Regions from separate parts of the Zea mays genome. Here regions 2 and 3 are each linked to region 1. The links are chromatin contacts, called in public Hi-C maps. All regions are on one chromosome and are shown on one strand. Each heading gives the region's core, a stretch centred on a gene start, on an enhancer-like site or on the middle of the called end of the contact. The rest is flanking DNA. Distances are from core to core; before and after follow the strand shown.

The links. Hi-C and Micro-C count contacts between places; a contact is called where the count stands out from the background.
Region 2: a contact with region 1 is called in a Hi-C map of bundle sheath, with 2.8 times the contacts expected there. The contact joins the promoter of LOC542225 here to the promoter of LOC100193631 in region 1. A contact is called at or near these places in 4 of 25 Hi-C or Micro-C datasets (bundle sheath, ear, leaf and 1 more).
Region 3: a contact with region 1 is called in a Hi-C map of ear, with 2.1 times the contacts expected there. The contact joins the promoter of LOC100279970 here to the promoter of LOC100193631 in region 1. A contact is called at or near these places in 2 of 25 Hi-C or Micro-C datasets (bundle sheath and ear).

The regions. Positions count from the first base shown.
Region 1 is chr6:93,622,684-93,627,666 of Zm-B73-REFERENCE-NAM-5.0, forward strand. It overlaps LOC100193631, which reads left to right and starts at 2,352. Exons shown (of 10, transcript NM_001138730.1): 1 at 2,352-2,855; 2 at 3,071-3,163; 3 at 4,050-4,143; 4 at 4,251-4,288; 5 at 4,502-4,590; 6 at 4,782-4,861. The coding sequence starts at 2,782.
Region 2 is chr6:94,058,955-94,063,937 of Zm-B73-REFERENCE-NAM-5.0, forward strand. LOC542225 (calcium dependent protein kinase13) reads right to left here and starts at 2,575. Exons shown (of 11, transcript NM_001111835.2): 1 at 1,852-2,575. The coding sequence starts at 2,436.
Region 3 is chr6:93,297,769-93,302,751 of Zm-B73-REFERENCE-NAM-5.0, forward strand. LOC100279970 reads left to right here and starts at 2,619. Exons shown (of 5, transcript NM_001152918.1): 1 at 2,619-3,058; 2 at 3,851-4,278; 3 at 4,401-4,768. The coding sequence starts at 3,960.

The DNA.
Region 1 (4,983 bases), core at 1,102-3,601:
TCCTGTAATTTTTTGACCAAAATTTATAAAATAAGCCACTGTTAGAGTAATTTTTTCTACGAAGAGCCCTATATTTCTATTTAAGGCACGAGTTTGAGGCATTGTTGAAGATGCTCTATAGCATATTGGTAACCCCTAAGTTAGTTAACAATTAGTTAGGCATGTACAACCTAGAGCCTCTTGATCGGTTTTCTATGCACAAGAGACACTTAAGAAACTGCATCATACAATGGGGTGTCTTTGAAAGCAGTCATATCATAAATGTTATCAAGAGACACTACCCTGTTTATTTCAGCTTTTTGCAGCTTCTAGCCACCAAAAGCTGCTACGGACTGCCAAACGCTCAGCTTTTCAGCCAACTTCTATAAAATTTGTTTGGGTAAAAACCATTCAAACTTAACATAAACACATAATCGGTTGAGTCGTTGCAATAGTAGGAATCCGTCACTTTCTAGATCCTAAGCCCTATAGACACATTTATCTTCCTCCAAACTTAATCCTAATGATACTCAGATTCTCTACACAGCCAGATTATCCCCAACGCCAGATTCTCAGAAAAGCTGGTCAGAAAAAAGCTAAACCAAAGTGTGTAGAGTGGGTCTCTTCCCAAAGAGCTCGTCTCTTGTATTTTTTACATTTAACTCCCTAGCGACCCTTCAAGAGACGTAGTATTAAATGGGGTTGTACATGCCCTTAGAAATTAGAAATGTTTGAACTTCTATAACTAATTTTAGTACCTTACTATTAGCTATAGAGATTCCAAACAAGATCTTAGTTTAGGGGATGTTTAGTTTCTGACTAAAATTATGGAGTGTTTGGTTCTCCTGACTAAAGTTTACTATTAGCTTTAGAGGTTCCAAATAGGGTCTTAGTTTATGGGATGTTTGGTTTCTGACTAAGGGCATGTTTAGAACCCGTAGAGCAAATAGTCAGCCAACCAACAAATTATTAGCTGGGTTGAGCTAGCTAATGAACTAATTATTAGTTATGAGGTAGCTAACAATTAGTCGTGGTATTAGCTAGAGGTGTTTTGAACCTCTGTAGCTAATTTTAGCAGCTAACTATTAGCTTTAGGGTTCTAAATAGGGCCTAGTTTGAACTGGCTAATAAACTAATTGTTAGTTGTGAGATAGCTAACAATTAGTTAGAGACGTTTGTAACATCTACAACTAATTTTAGCAACTAACTATTAACTTTAGAGGTTCCCAACATAGCCTATTTTTCGGGGGTGTTTGGTTCCCTTAATAAAATTTACTATTAGCTTTAGATATTTCAAATAGAGTCTTAGTTTAGGAGATGTTTGGTTTCTGACTAAATTGAGTATGTCGGATGTTTACATGCCAGTTATAAGTATTAAATTAATACATAGTCTAATTACAAAACTAATTGTATAAATAAAGAATAATGACAAGAGAAACTTATTAAACATAATTAGTCCATGATTTGGTCATGTAACGATAAAGTAAATATTTGCAAATTATGGATTACTAGTTTAATTAATAGAGTAGGCTATTTGATTTTGAATTTGACATCCTATCATTATTTCACGAAGGTTAAATATAAATCTATCTCAAATGCATAAGGTAAGAGATATAAATTGATTTTATATACCATCAGACTGTATTTATACTGTATAATTTATAGCATGCTCTTTGACTCATTCTCTCATGATAGAAATGTACCATATACATATCTCTCACACATGGTCAATAATAATACATAAATATATTCCACATAAAATTATAAACTTAATTAATCTGTGTTTTAATTATAATTATAAGAATGGAATCCAATTTAAAGAATCTAAAAGGGGCCTAGATGATTCTGTTATAGCTTATAGAATATAAAATTTTATCTAAATGATTATGACTAGTTTGAAAATTAAAATCATCTTCATAATTAGAGAAGATTAAATGATAAGTTATTTTATTTTTATGAGGCGCTCTAATTTTAAAGAGGTTTTACGTTTCCAAACTAGTGTAAAAACTAGTGTAAAGAAGCATACATAGGATATTTGGTCCTATACCTAAGGTGCTATAAATTGCCACATAATTTTATACCACTTGTCTAAGGTGGTTTACACGCTTAAATTTTGTGATATAGTTTGCCACGTCTAAGAGAATTTTGTCACACTTTTACGAGTTATTGACGAGTGGAATGAAGGAATTTTTTTGCTATAACTGTACTTCAAATTAACATATACATAATTTAGTCAAACTTCTCTAATTTTAGACGTGATAAATTGTAGCATGTAAGACATCAAACCAAACAGCAAACAGCCGTGGAGACCACCGAGATGCTTCAAGCTTCAAGTATCACTCACTCACTCCTGCCGTCACCCCTAGCTGCATCGGATGGCGATCGTACGGACAGGATACCACGACGAACGGAACCTACGCCGGCTGCGAACGCGAATCTGAATACAACGAGGTAGATCCTCCTCCGTAAAGCGAAAGCAAAAACCAACCAAACAAGCTAGCTAGAGCTAGCCAAGCCGCGGCGTGCCTCCGCTCCGGCCGGCCCGCCCCTGTCAGAGCCCCCACCGCCGCTGCCACCTCCGCCAGCCGTCACCCCAGGCGTTGGATCGGGGCCCTCTCGATCCGCGCCCGGCGAATCCAGACGGACCCGCATTGGGGTTGGGGCCCCTTCGATCCGGCGCTTGGTGGGGGTTTGGCTGGGAGCTCCAGGCTGAGGGGACGGGGCGGGGGGACCTGATCCTTCATTCCGTTCGGATTTCGCTTTTCCCCCGTGGGGTCTCGACTGCCGGAGGGGGAGGAGGACATGGATTTGGCGTCGGTCAACGAGGAGCTGGCCGAGATCGACGGGCAGATCGGCGATATCCTCCGCGTATTGCAGTAAGCTCGCATCACATTCGGCTTGCTGCGACTTAGGTTGCTTGTAGCTTGCTTGCGTCGCCCACGCATGGTCGCCAGATATCTCAACTTTCTTGCTGCGGTTTTGCTAGCGGAGCGCTAGTTGGATTTGGACTTTGGAGACCAGACCAGATTGTTGACCTCTGGTAGCACATAGGATGCGATCGACTGACGCTTCCCGCTTGATTTGTCTGCAGAAATGGGTTCCAGAAGCTGGAGAAGATCAAGGATGCCAACCGCCGCAGCAGGCAGCTTGAAGAGCTTACTGATAAGATGCGAGACTGCAAGAGGTTGCTCAATGTCTTATTCTCTTCCATTCCCTCTCAGCACTACTATATATAGCTTTTAGCATCGCCCCCTTCATAAAACAGAGATGGCCGTAAGGCTAAACGCAGGTAATGCTGATGGAATGAGTATATAAGTTGCATTGTGGTGCTGGTGTGCTTACCTCACACTAAGTGCCTGTTTGGGAGGGCTCCCAAACTTGCTCCGGCTCCGGCTCTTGGAGGAGCCCTCCCAAACGGTTTCAAAAAAATAGCTCCCAACAAAGAGCACCGTGGAGCTGGAGACATTTTTATAAAAAGGAGCCGGAGCAAAAAAAAATGGCTCCTAGCGGCTCCTCCTCTCACTCCCCTCCTCTCGCGTCAAGAGGAGCCGTTTTGCCAAACGATTTGTTAAAAAAACACTGGCTCCTATAGAGATGTTGTTCTTGAAGAGAAGCCAGAGCCGAAGTCATTTTTAGAGGAGCCGGAGCCATGCCAAAAGGGGCCTAAAACCGCTATAAGTTTGCTCCAAACAAGCTGTTTCTGTATCTCTTGACAAATATACTGCACTAGGTAGGGGTGGAGGACTTGGGTGGTCAGCTGCACAAGCCTTTAACTAGGCAATCTGACTTCAAATCCCCATGATGCCACTCCCGCTAGGATTTTTTTTGGTGGTAGGCATCGGTCAGGCATATCAAAGTGAGAACCTGGTCCCCAAGCATTCTCATTATGTGGGGGGCTAACCTAACCTCTGTCCGGCTGTGTATACCTTGTTCCACTATTTCTGCTGTTCATGACTATTGCAATCTCCGTACTTAGAATCACACTAATGGGGCCAAACTTTTTAAGAAAAATGGTGAGTTATATGAGTAATTTTGTCAAAGCTGATTCTTTTTATGTGATTATTATCCAGACTCATCAAAGACTTCGAGCGAGTTAGCAAAGCTGAGGCTGAGCATACTGATCCAGCAACAGCAAAAATGTTGCATGACAGAAAGCAGTCGATGGTACTATTGCCAAAACTGATTGCATGATAGATGTCATATGCGTGAATGGTTGCACTTACCTTTTCTGGTTCAACAGGTTTCGCTAAACTAGAGTTTCTTGTTTGCAGATCAAAGAATTAAACTCCTACGTTGCTCTAAAGAAACAGTGAGTTTTGACCTGTCTCAGTACAGTACATTCTCACAAGTCACAATATATCCAACTTCAGTTTATGCATTGCATGATTGCATCCATAACAAATTAAGCGTGTGCTACTAATTTCTGCATCAGAATTACTTTTCTCATAAACTGCGATGAATCCATCGTTAGTTTTTTTGTAACATATCATGTTACTTACTGCAAATATCACTTGGCCTGCAGGCAGGCAAGTGAAAACAAGAGAATCGATCTTTTTGATGGGCCAAGTGCTGAAGATGGCTTTGGTGAAGAAAATGTCCTGTTAGCATCAAGTAAGTGGCGACATCACATCCCCTACAAGTTTGCTAATGTGAATATGTGATAGCTCTTTCAGGTTTGAAAGCTAGGAATATGTTAGGCAAACTTATTTTCTTTTAATTGTTATGTTTATCTATTGAAACCTTTGCAAGAAACAAGCCTCTTATACAGCTCTTCAGATAACTGAGCAGTTCCTTTTTCTTAGATATGACAAACCAGCAGTTAATGGATCAAGGCAATCAACTAATGGATGAAACTGATCAAGCTATTGCACGATCTAAGCAGGTTAATACTTATTTATGACCTGCATGTGAGCTTATAGCATCATTTTCCTAGGAACAGCTGTTGATCTTGTTTAACAAGTTGAAAATCTGTGCTCACAAAGAGATTTTTTGCATCACACATTC
Region 2 (4,983 bases), core at 1,325-3,824, 440 kb after region 1:
GTGGTGTTCTGGGAACATCATGACCCCATAAAAATCGACCAAATGCTACATCAGTTAATCTTTAAATTTATAGAAGCCATTGTTTTCAGATCGTCCGACTAATCGCGATTAGTCGGGCTGATCAGTACTCAGTGCTCGATAAGGGGGTTCGATTCGATCAGGTGATCTGATCATCCATATCGTCCGACTAGTCGGCGATATGTAGCGATTAGTCGTCTGGTTAGCAATCAGTCACGTTAATTACTCAGGTTCAGAGTTTCATACTTTAGTTAAGACTTCAAACTTCAGTTGTATGATGATCTCATATAGGTGTTGCCTTCTTAGTCATGGTCTAGTAAGTTGTAGAATTGCAGTTTCATAATTTCATATAGAATTGTTGCTGGAGATGTACTGCTGTTTTGGACTATTCAAGTATTCATATTGCTGTTTTGGACTAATTTAAGTATTCATACTGCTGTTTTGGACTATTTATACTGCTGCCTTGTCTATACGTGTGCTTGTTTTGAGCAAGTCTCTATACTATATAAGTAAATATCTATATATATAGTGCTATATATGTCCTGGAAATACATAGGACGATCAATGGACAATTAGGGTCGATCAGCGGCGACTAATCGCCCTGATTGTCGCCTAATCGCGACTAATCGTTTGATCGCCCAGTGGCATCGATCAGACGATCAGGCGATCTGAAAACAATGATAGAAGCTATTAAATTATCAGCTGTTTGATCTAGTCAACAAGTCCAATATTGTTCCTTCATGAAGAAGAATACTACTAAGAATGATGCAATGTAAGACATTCTTATTTTGTTTCATTTATGCGATGCTATCCCCTATGGAGCTTGGGCACCTTCATCAAATCTAGGCTCCTAAGGCAAATTGCAATGCGTTAATAGAACAATCACAATCAGTTAGGTTTTCCTAAAGTTCCACTGGATCCAGCTGGAAAATGCAGACCTTTGTTCACCAAACAAGAAGGTGGGAATGAAAGAGTAGATCAGGATATGCACTGTATTGTTTATCATTAATTAACAACGGACAAGAATTGGGTAATTCGCCAATAATTTCAATCACTGTACTATTCGGCATCCTAAAGTTCCTACAAGCATTCCTTTCTCAAAACATAAGATTAGCATGATTTCCAGCATCAGCTGAACCTGCTGAGAACTGTCAAACCCCCTACTCAGTGTCACAACCAAGAAACTAGGACAATTTACTCTCACCAGCCAAACTATCTAGCGGAGCAACTGGAGACATGTTATCGGGATTGAACAATGGAACAGTAAATATATTAAGCTTTCATGGCGCAACCCTACTGTTTGAAAAGTCAAAAAAATCCTAAAACCACACAAAAAAAGAGAAGATATTGCGCTAGACAACATATTGCTAAAATACAACTGGTCAAGTACCATGCAAGATCCTAGGATTTCCTATGTTACTTCCTACAAAAAGCCGCCAATGCCAAACAACTTAAGAGCAAAGTTCCAAAATTGAAATAGGAAGTCCCAAAAGTATCCTTCAGTAGGCAAAATCCGGACCATTTTTGTTTGGTTCCTGGGGACTAATTTTTAATCACTCCATTTTGTTCCATTTTAGTCACTAAATTAACAACTACGGAGTTTTAGTTTCCGTGTTTGTTAATTTAGAGACAAATGAAATAAAATGGAGTAAAAATTAGTAAACCAAAGCCCCTTAACCACCAAGGTTTCGGTTCGGCGCGAACACATGCCGGTTACCTCGACAGATAGAGGTACTATTTGAAATTTCAAAATATTCCAAAAAGGTGGAATTTGACATGAGGAGTGCACCCCCCCCCCCCCCCCCCCCCCCCAACGAGCAAAGCTTTGAGTACCTTAGCTTTGGAGATGATCTTGACGGCGACGGCATGGCCCTTGTACTCGCCCTTCTTGACCAGGGCGGAGCAGGTGTGGCCAAAGTGTCCCCTCCCGACCTCCTTCCCGAGGTCGTACTTGGCCCCGAAGTTGTTGGCGAAGCCGAACGTCTTGTCCAACGGGCGCTCGGCCTCGGCGGAGTCGGCGGCGACGCCGGCGCCGCCCTCCTCCGGTATGGTGCCCTCCTTGGGCTTGCCCCCGCCGAGGCGCTTGGCGAGAGTGGCCTTGATGTGCTTGGCGGGCGAGGGCGGCGGGAAGGGCCGCTTGAAGAACCTGCGGGGCGTGGACCTGGCAGGCGACGGCGACACGCCCGCGGGGAGCGGGCTGGCCCCGCCGGCGGGGTACGGGCTGGGCCAGGCGGTCGTCGCCGCCTGGTGGTGCACCGGCGTGGCCGATCCGGACTTGCGGCGCCCGGGCGTGGCGGGCTGCGGCGGCGGCGCGCCGTTGGCCGGCAGCGGGGACGGCGGCGCGACCGCGTGGGCGTGGTCGTCGTGGTCCGCCCGCCGCGACGACGCGCCGCCTGCCTTCCCGTAGCACTGCCCCATCGCGGGCGGGCCGCTAGGGTTAGGGTTTAGGTTCCGGCCCTCCGCGCCGCCGCGGGTGCGAGCGTGAGGCAGGGCAGGGCAGGCGGGTTGTTGCGTCGTCCGTCGGGAATGGAAGGGGAAGCAGGGGAGAAAGAGAAAGAGAGAGCAGGAAGCGGGCGAGAGAGGGGGAGGAGGTGGCGTCCGTTATTTCTCTCGCCTCGCCTCGGTTACAGTTACAGGCTACAGCGCGGCAGCTGAGAGGAGAGAGAGGGGCAGGGCGCCGGGCCGGGTCGGGTCCCAGGGAGGCGACCGTGAAATCACCAACTGCATTTCCAAATTTTTCTTTTTGCCCTTTTCCATTCTTTCACCCGAAAACGGCTTTCTGACCGGTGGTCCCCGGGCGGCGCAGGTCCACCTGCCATCCACTCACCCCCACCTGCCCGCGCCACCACGGCATGCGTGGGAAACCGGCGCGGGTGACGTCAGTCCGCTTGAAGAACACTAGTAGACTTTTCACGCGAGTCTGCAGAGCCCAGCTCCAGCACCGACGACGACGAAGAAGAAGAGGAGGAGCAAATCCAAGTTGTTCTTGACCGGCAGCACAAGCGCGCGCGGTTGCTCGTCTCTCGATCGACGCTGAATAGCTAGCTACACATGCGATGCAACCGTGTTGACGTTTTCCAGTCTGTCCGCCACACTGGTAGTACTGAATAGTAAAAGGAGAAGAAGGAAAGAAAGAAAGAAAAAGTCATCGCTTGACTCGGTCGATTCAGATGAGAGAGCTGCATGCACATGTGTAGCTAGCTGCCGTCTGAATCCTGAAAGATGGATTTCCCTTCTTGAATTCGGTAGCTTCGTATGATGTGGGCTGGAGTTGCATTGCACATGTGTAGCTTATTCAGATGTAAACGCCGCATTTTCAAGCTGGCTAGCCCCGCCGAGAGATCCGACATGCGTGCACGATTAAGCTTCGTCGTGACATTAATTAAGCTTTTAATCTAGGTTACAAACGTGTTGTTAGGTACAACTTGCAGGTGTCAGTTACCGTCGGCGGCTTTTATGTTCCATGGAGCAAACCCCAAGCGGTACATGCGTGCGTGCTTGCCCTAATTATCAGCGTTAGGTTAATCCCGGCTACTATTAAGTACTGAAATTGGGTACTTGGTGCTACCGCGATCATTTGAACACACGCCTCTACTCTATAAATTTGGGACTAACGACCAGACTACACATATCTTAGTGTTTAGAAATAAACAATAATTATATTTGAATGAATAGCTCAATACATATTTATATGATATATACAAATAGCAAAAGCACGGGCAACTTGCTAGTAATATATATAGGGTACAATGGACTTTATGGCGTTCTCATTTCACATATAGCCAACAATAACACTCTCATGGTACAAGTTATACATTTAACACTTAGTCCACCTCTTACTCTCACAAGTTGTTTTAGAGTCTATTAGTAGTCCGATTTTATCTCGCTACTAGTGAGCAGGCCGTAGCATCCCGACCCGCATAAAGTAAACTCATTATACTTGCTTTATCTCCGACAACTTAGGGGGTGTTTGAATGCACTAAAACTAATAGTTAGTTGACTAAAAATTATTAGTGGAATTAGCTAGCTAACAAATAACTACCTAACTATTAACTAATTTACTAAAAATAGCTAATAGCTGAACTATTAGCTAGGGTATTTGGATGTTTCAACTAATTTTAGTCACTAATTATTAGCTCTAATGCATTCAAACACCCCCTTAATCATCTCTCTATATCTATATTCAAACTCCACTCTGTGAATAGAGCAGTCTACAATACAGAACAGTGTATATGAGTAAACTTTGAGTAATCTGCTGGAATCGGTCTAACGAAGCACGGTTGTGCCATTCATCTAACAACCACAATTTTTCTCTTCTTCTTCATACCTCTTGAGTACCACTGTAGCAGCTGTGCACTTGTGTTGCCGGCACAGCAAGAAACTACTAGACTTCTTTTTTTTCAAAACCAGAAAAGACGTCGGGTTTCTCAATCAATGCCTGGTTAATTGGCTTCCCTGGCTTTATGGTTTCCTTTGTGTGTGTGTCAAGGCAGCTTTCTGATGGCCGTGCCATTGGCATCCGTAATTCTTTAACAGCCCCGTCTTGCGTCTTCACTAACTGTAAACGACGACGACGACGGCCATCATGGACAATTGAGACCATTCCCAAGCTGTATTATATATATATATATATATATATATATATATATATATATATATATATATATATATATATATATATATATAGCTAGGGCTCGGTGTTCCTTTCTTCCCCCTCCTAAAACCTCTGTTCGGAACAGGTCATGGAGGACGAATGGCCGAACCGCTTCAGATCTTCTGTTTATTACTCCAATCCGCTGGAGCTGCAGCTCGTGGAGCCCTCCTGCCTGCCTGCCTGCCTATCTATGGTGAGTTGGAGTACGGAGAAGAGAAGAATTTATCACGGGAGCAGAAGAGAGGTCGGGTCCGTGGGGGGTGGGGCAAGTACGCGCGCGTGTACAACTGTGCGGGCAAGATCCAGCAGGA
Region 3 (4,983 bases), core at 1,369-3,868, 320 kb before region 1:
TAATCACTTGGGTCACTAAGACCCCGTAAGGATCACCACACACTTAGGTGTCTCTTGCTAGCTTTACAAAGCACTTATGAGAATAAGAATAGAGAAGGAGAAAGCAATCCAAGCAACAAGAGCAACAAAAGAACACAAAACACCCTCTCTCAAGTCACTAATGAATTGAGTTAATTTGGAGGCTTGGAGGGGATTTGATCTTTGGAATGTGTCTTGGAGTGAATGCTATTGCTCTTGTATTGAATGTGAACTTCAGAAAACTTGAATGCCATAAAATGAGGTGGTTGGGGGATATTTATAGCCTCCAACCACTTCCTAGCCGTTGGCTGAGTTTGTTGTCGATGGGCACACGAGACAGTCCGGTGATGTACCGGATAGGTACTTTTCACTGTCTGGTGCGTGCCACGTCAGTACGCATGTTGGGGTTTGGAGCGGTCGATTGTTGCAGTCATTTGTCCTGTAGTTGCACCGGACAGTCCGGTGCCACACCCGGACATGTCCGGTGTGCTCTGACTTCTGTCGTGCACTGTACACTTTTGTAGTCGACCGTTGGCGCCAGGTTACCGTTGCTCCATTGGCTCACGGACATGTCCGATAAATTATAGCGGAGCGCGCCCTGTAAAAACCCGAGAGTGGCTAGTTCGAGTGGAGCTCGGCCTGGGGCACCAAACACTGTCCGGTGCACCATTGGCAGCACACTCTCAAGTTTTTGCTCCAAATTTAATTGAGTCCTCAACTTAATTTCTTTCTTGGTTTGTGTTGAACCTTATGCACCTGAGATAAAAAACATCTTGGCGAACTAATTAGTCCACATGGTTTGTGATGGACGTCAACCACCAAAATCGATTATAGGAAATGATTAAGTCATTTTCCTTTCACGAAGGGATGACGAATGATCCAAATAACATTGTTCATTGGATTTAAGTGAGTAGGAGGGGGGTTATCCAGCAATTAGATTCGTTGGTTTATGGAAGTGTGTTAAGTCTGAGTGCAATTTGTTTGGTGGATTTAGTGGAGATTATAGGCGTGGCGTGATTTGGTAAGCTGAGTTTTACAAAGTTTGAATTGGTGGATTATATAGTGATATAGATTCATTTTCTAATTAGAATTTATTAAGATCTCAAATGAATTGTGAAGAAATATTTGGATTATGATCCATTACCACCCGTAGGTATAACCATATAGCATAAAGTTACGCTTGGCTTGCATTATAGTTGGATTATAAGATGCTCAGTTTTAATTATAGCTAGAGTTAAACATAGTCAATCTAATTGTAAGGGCATGCACAATGGTGTTTAATGTAGATATTTTTGAGATGTCTAAAGAGACATTTGCAAAAAAAAAATCGTGGAGCCGTCTCTTCGTGAAAAGACGTCTCTGGTTCGTAAACCAAATAGCAACAGACGTCTCACTTCCCATTGTACGAATTCGTCGTCTGTTCTATCCATCCTATGTTGTACAAACACATTTACTTATGTATTTATTAATAGACTCCATTTATAGACACTTCATTGTATAATACAGTCTCTTAATTATCTCTTGTGTTTGGAGAAACGCTATACATACCCTAAAGTTTATTAGTAACCCGTGAGAGTTCACTCATATTCCAACAATAGAATCAATCATCCTATCTTAGCTCGGAAGTCTGGCTCAACCTCAGGCCTGTTTGAACGTGGGGATTTATATTTTCTTATTTATGGGATTTTCATGTAAAAATTTAAAATGATTTCTATAAAATTGTTACATAATTCCCGCGATGTTCCTGTGTTTGAAGCAGGCCCTCACCTTGGTTTTCAGAGCGGAATTCGCTCTATCACCAATCAATGAGACACATACAGTAGGTAGGCTATTATTGAACGTACTAACAGTCTAACACCCTCTCACTCTAATAAAACTGGTCAGCGCTGATCATCTATCTCTGCCTTGACAAGATCCAGTCGTGGTCAGTGTGGGCGCGCCCGAATGAAAGCCATGCAGTGAATGGAGGACTGGTGCACTGTGTCTACGCTACAGTGGGCACATGCGAAAGGTGCAGGCTCTTCAGCCAGCTCCAGCACATTTTCCATTCCATCATGTTGTTTTCTGATAGAATAGAAGCAGCGCAAAAAGATGGACGTTGTTGACAACTGGGCATGCTTTTGTTGTGTCTGGCATCTCATATCAGCCGCTGAATTTTCAGAGTTCAGAAGCAAAGATTCAGAGCTCTGTCCATGTCCAGTCTCAGATGTGGTTCAGAGAGTTTGTGGCCCGCTCGGTTGCAGCCAATAAATCTGGTCAAAACCGTGGCCGTGATCTTTTGCCAAGCTCGTGGCTTTTCGACGGAGCCGGCATCATCATCAGCCATCATCTTCCAAGTGCGACCAACTAACTGCATCCACATGTGAACACATTGACAGATCAGATAGATGATCGTTCATTTACACAACGATAACGATTTTTTTCCTCAGTCTGAACGGATGAACAGGCAGTGAATTGGGCCAGATATTTTTCAGCAGGGAGGTTTTGACAGGGGCAGATATGAAAGTAAGATTTTTCCTAGGGGCGCTGCTCTCAAATTCCTCTGTCTTTTTTTTTACTTGTCTACCCACACCACACGACATCCTCTAGCAGTCTAGCGTGTGCGTGTGTCTGTTGCCTCGGCCCACATCACGCCTTCGCTTCGCGCCACCGCCGTCCGCCAGTTCAGCTCACCCTCGCCGCCGGTAGTCCGCGACTCCACCCAAGTTTCCCCTCCTCCGCTGCCTGCTTCCAGCTTCTCCCCAACTTCATTTCAGCTCTTGTGGGTCGGTTCGGGTCGGGCCAGCCCGGGCCGGTAGTGAGCGCGCCACCCGACCCGTTTCGCGGTTGCTCCGGTCCCTTTTCCTCTCCTATTTTCTCTTCTCTCTCTCCCGTCGTCCAGAGACCCAGAAGGAGAGGGAGACAGAGCCACAGAGGCAGGGGAGAGGAGGAGCAGCGTGGCGACGCCCAAATCGAGCGACCTGATCGAGGCCCCTCGCCCCTACTCGCTGAATCCCAATCCGAGCCCGCCAATTGGGCGCCCCCCCCCGCCCACGCAAAGGTGCGATTTTCCCCCCATCCCTCCCGCTCCCCCTTCTTGGAGCCGCGTACCCCAGCCCCCAGGATTGGTGACAGGCACCCTCCCTCCTGATCTCAATCAGTTCTCGGCGCTTGAGTGCCGTGGTATCGTTCCAATTTTGTGTTTTTTTAGTTCGTGGGCTAAGAAATCGTGTCTTGTTTCTCCAATTGACGGGGGTGCCTACCACACGGCTCAGAAGAGGAGTATAGTGTTTTCGGCGAAATTAATGTGCCAATTGTGGTGTGCAATCGTCTCTTTAGTTTCCCTGTTTGACGATGCAGTTCATCCGCGTCGCGAAGGAAGGACCCAGGCAGAGCTTAACAATTTTTACCTGGCGAGGGGAGGAGACTTTGCGTAATTATAGTTCCTGGGGGGTTGGCTTTGATTGCCATTTACACGCCTCTACTAGATATATTTTCTTGTCCGCTGGAAGGAGTCGTACAAAATTCTGCATTTGTCATTCGAGTATCCTTATGTCCGGAGCTAGCTTTGAATAATTGTTGGAGTGGCATGTCATGTTTATTTCCATTTCTAGCCTAGTCCTTTAAAAAAGGAGATTCCTGGGATTCAAGGAGGTTTAGAGTGCAGCTATGCCAACATTGATATAATACCTGTAGTGCTATTTGTTAACTGATATGAAATAAAAAGAAATAATGTTATCCACTTATTATTGAATTTGTGCTTTCAGACCGAAAGACAATGGACTTCTCAGTTCTCACCGACGTTCATAAGCCATAGCTGTGTTTGGTTCATTTCTAGTTGTTTTTGTTACAGGACAGATAGAAGAAAATTATTGGCGCTCTGACAAATCCAACTGAGGTTTTCTTGGACTACAGATGAAGCGGGCTCGAAGGGCGTATGTGCAAGAGATGACTGATGAGGGATGCTAGTGAAATTGATGAACTTGTTACGGGCGTGCTGGCGACCGTCATCGAACCGGCATGCCCGAACAGGCTCAGATGTTACCGGTAGGCAGGATGGACTTCTATGGTACAAGGACGCCGGGCAACATGTCAATGGGGAGTTCTCCATGGCTGTTGTTCAGGCAAATAACTTACTTGAGGACCAGTGTCAGATCGAGTCGGGCCCACTGAGTTTTCTAGATTCTGGACCATATGGCACTTTCGTTGGTGTTTACGATGGGCATGGTGGTCCAGAGACGGCCTGCTATATCAATGATCATCTTTTCCAGAATCTGAAAAGTAACTTGCTAACCTTTAAATCTGTGCAGTAGCACTATTCCCGTTTCTTAGCACTATATCTGCATTTGGCTTTCAGTTTGCACATAAAGGAGATCATCCATTTTTTCATGGCTTGTATTTAGGATTTGCATCTGAGCAGAATGCAATGTCTGCTGATGTACTGAAGAAGGCATATGAAGCTACAGAAGATGGATTCTTCTCCATTGTTACCAAACAATGGCCTGTAAAGCCTCAGATAGCAGCTGTCGGCTCATGCTGCCTGGTCGGTGTAATTTGTGGTGGCATGCTTTATGTTGCCAATGTTGGGGATTCCCGTGTCGTTTTAGGAAAACATGTTAAGGCCACTGGAGAAGTTTTGGCTGTCCAACTGTCAGCAGAACATAATGTTAGTATTGCGTCCGTGAGAAAAGAACTGCAGTCAATGCACCCAGAAGATAGGCACATTGTTGTTCTCAAGCACAATGTTTGGCGTGTTAAAGGACTAATTCAGGTGTGTATTCTATATCTGAGAACCATTTACAGCTTTCAGATTTTGTTAGAATTGTCATCACATGGCCCTGCTCGGTACAACTCCCTCTCCAAGATTTTTTTTGGAACTGGTCGTTGCTAGCTCCAGAAATTCTTGGAATTGGAGCTGCAGGCATGTTGAGGGTATTTAGTTGAGCAGGTTTGTTACTTTTTTAGATTGAGCACATATGTTTAAGC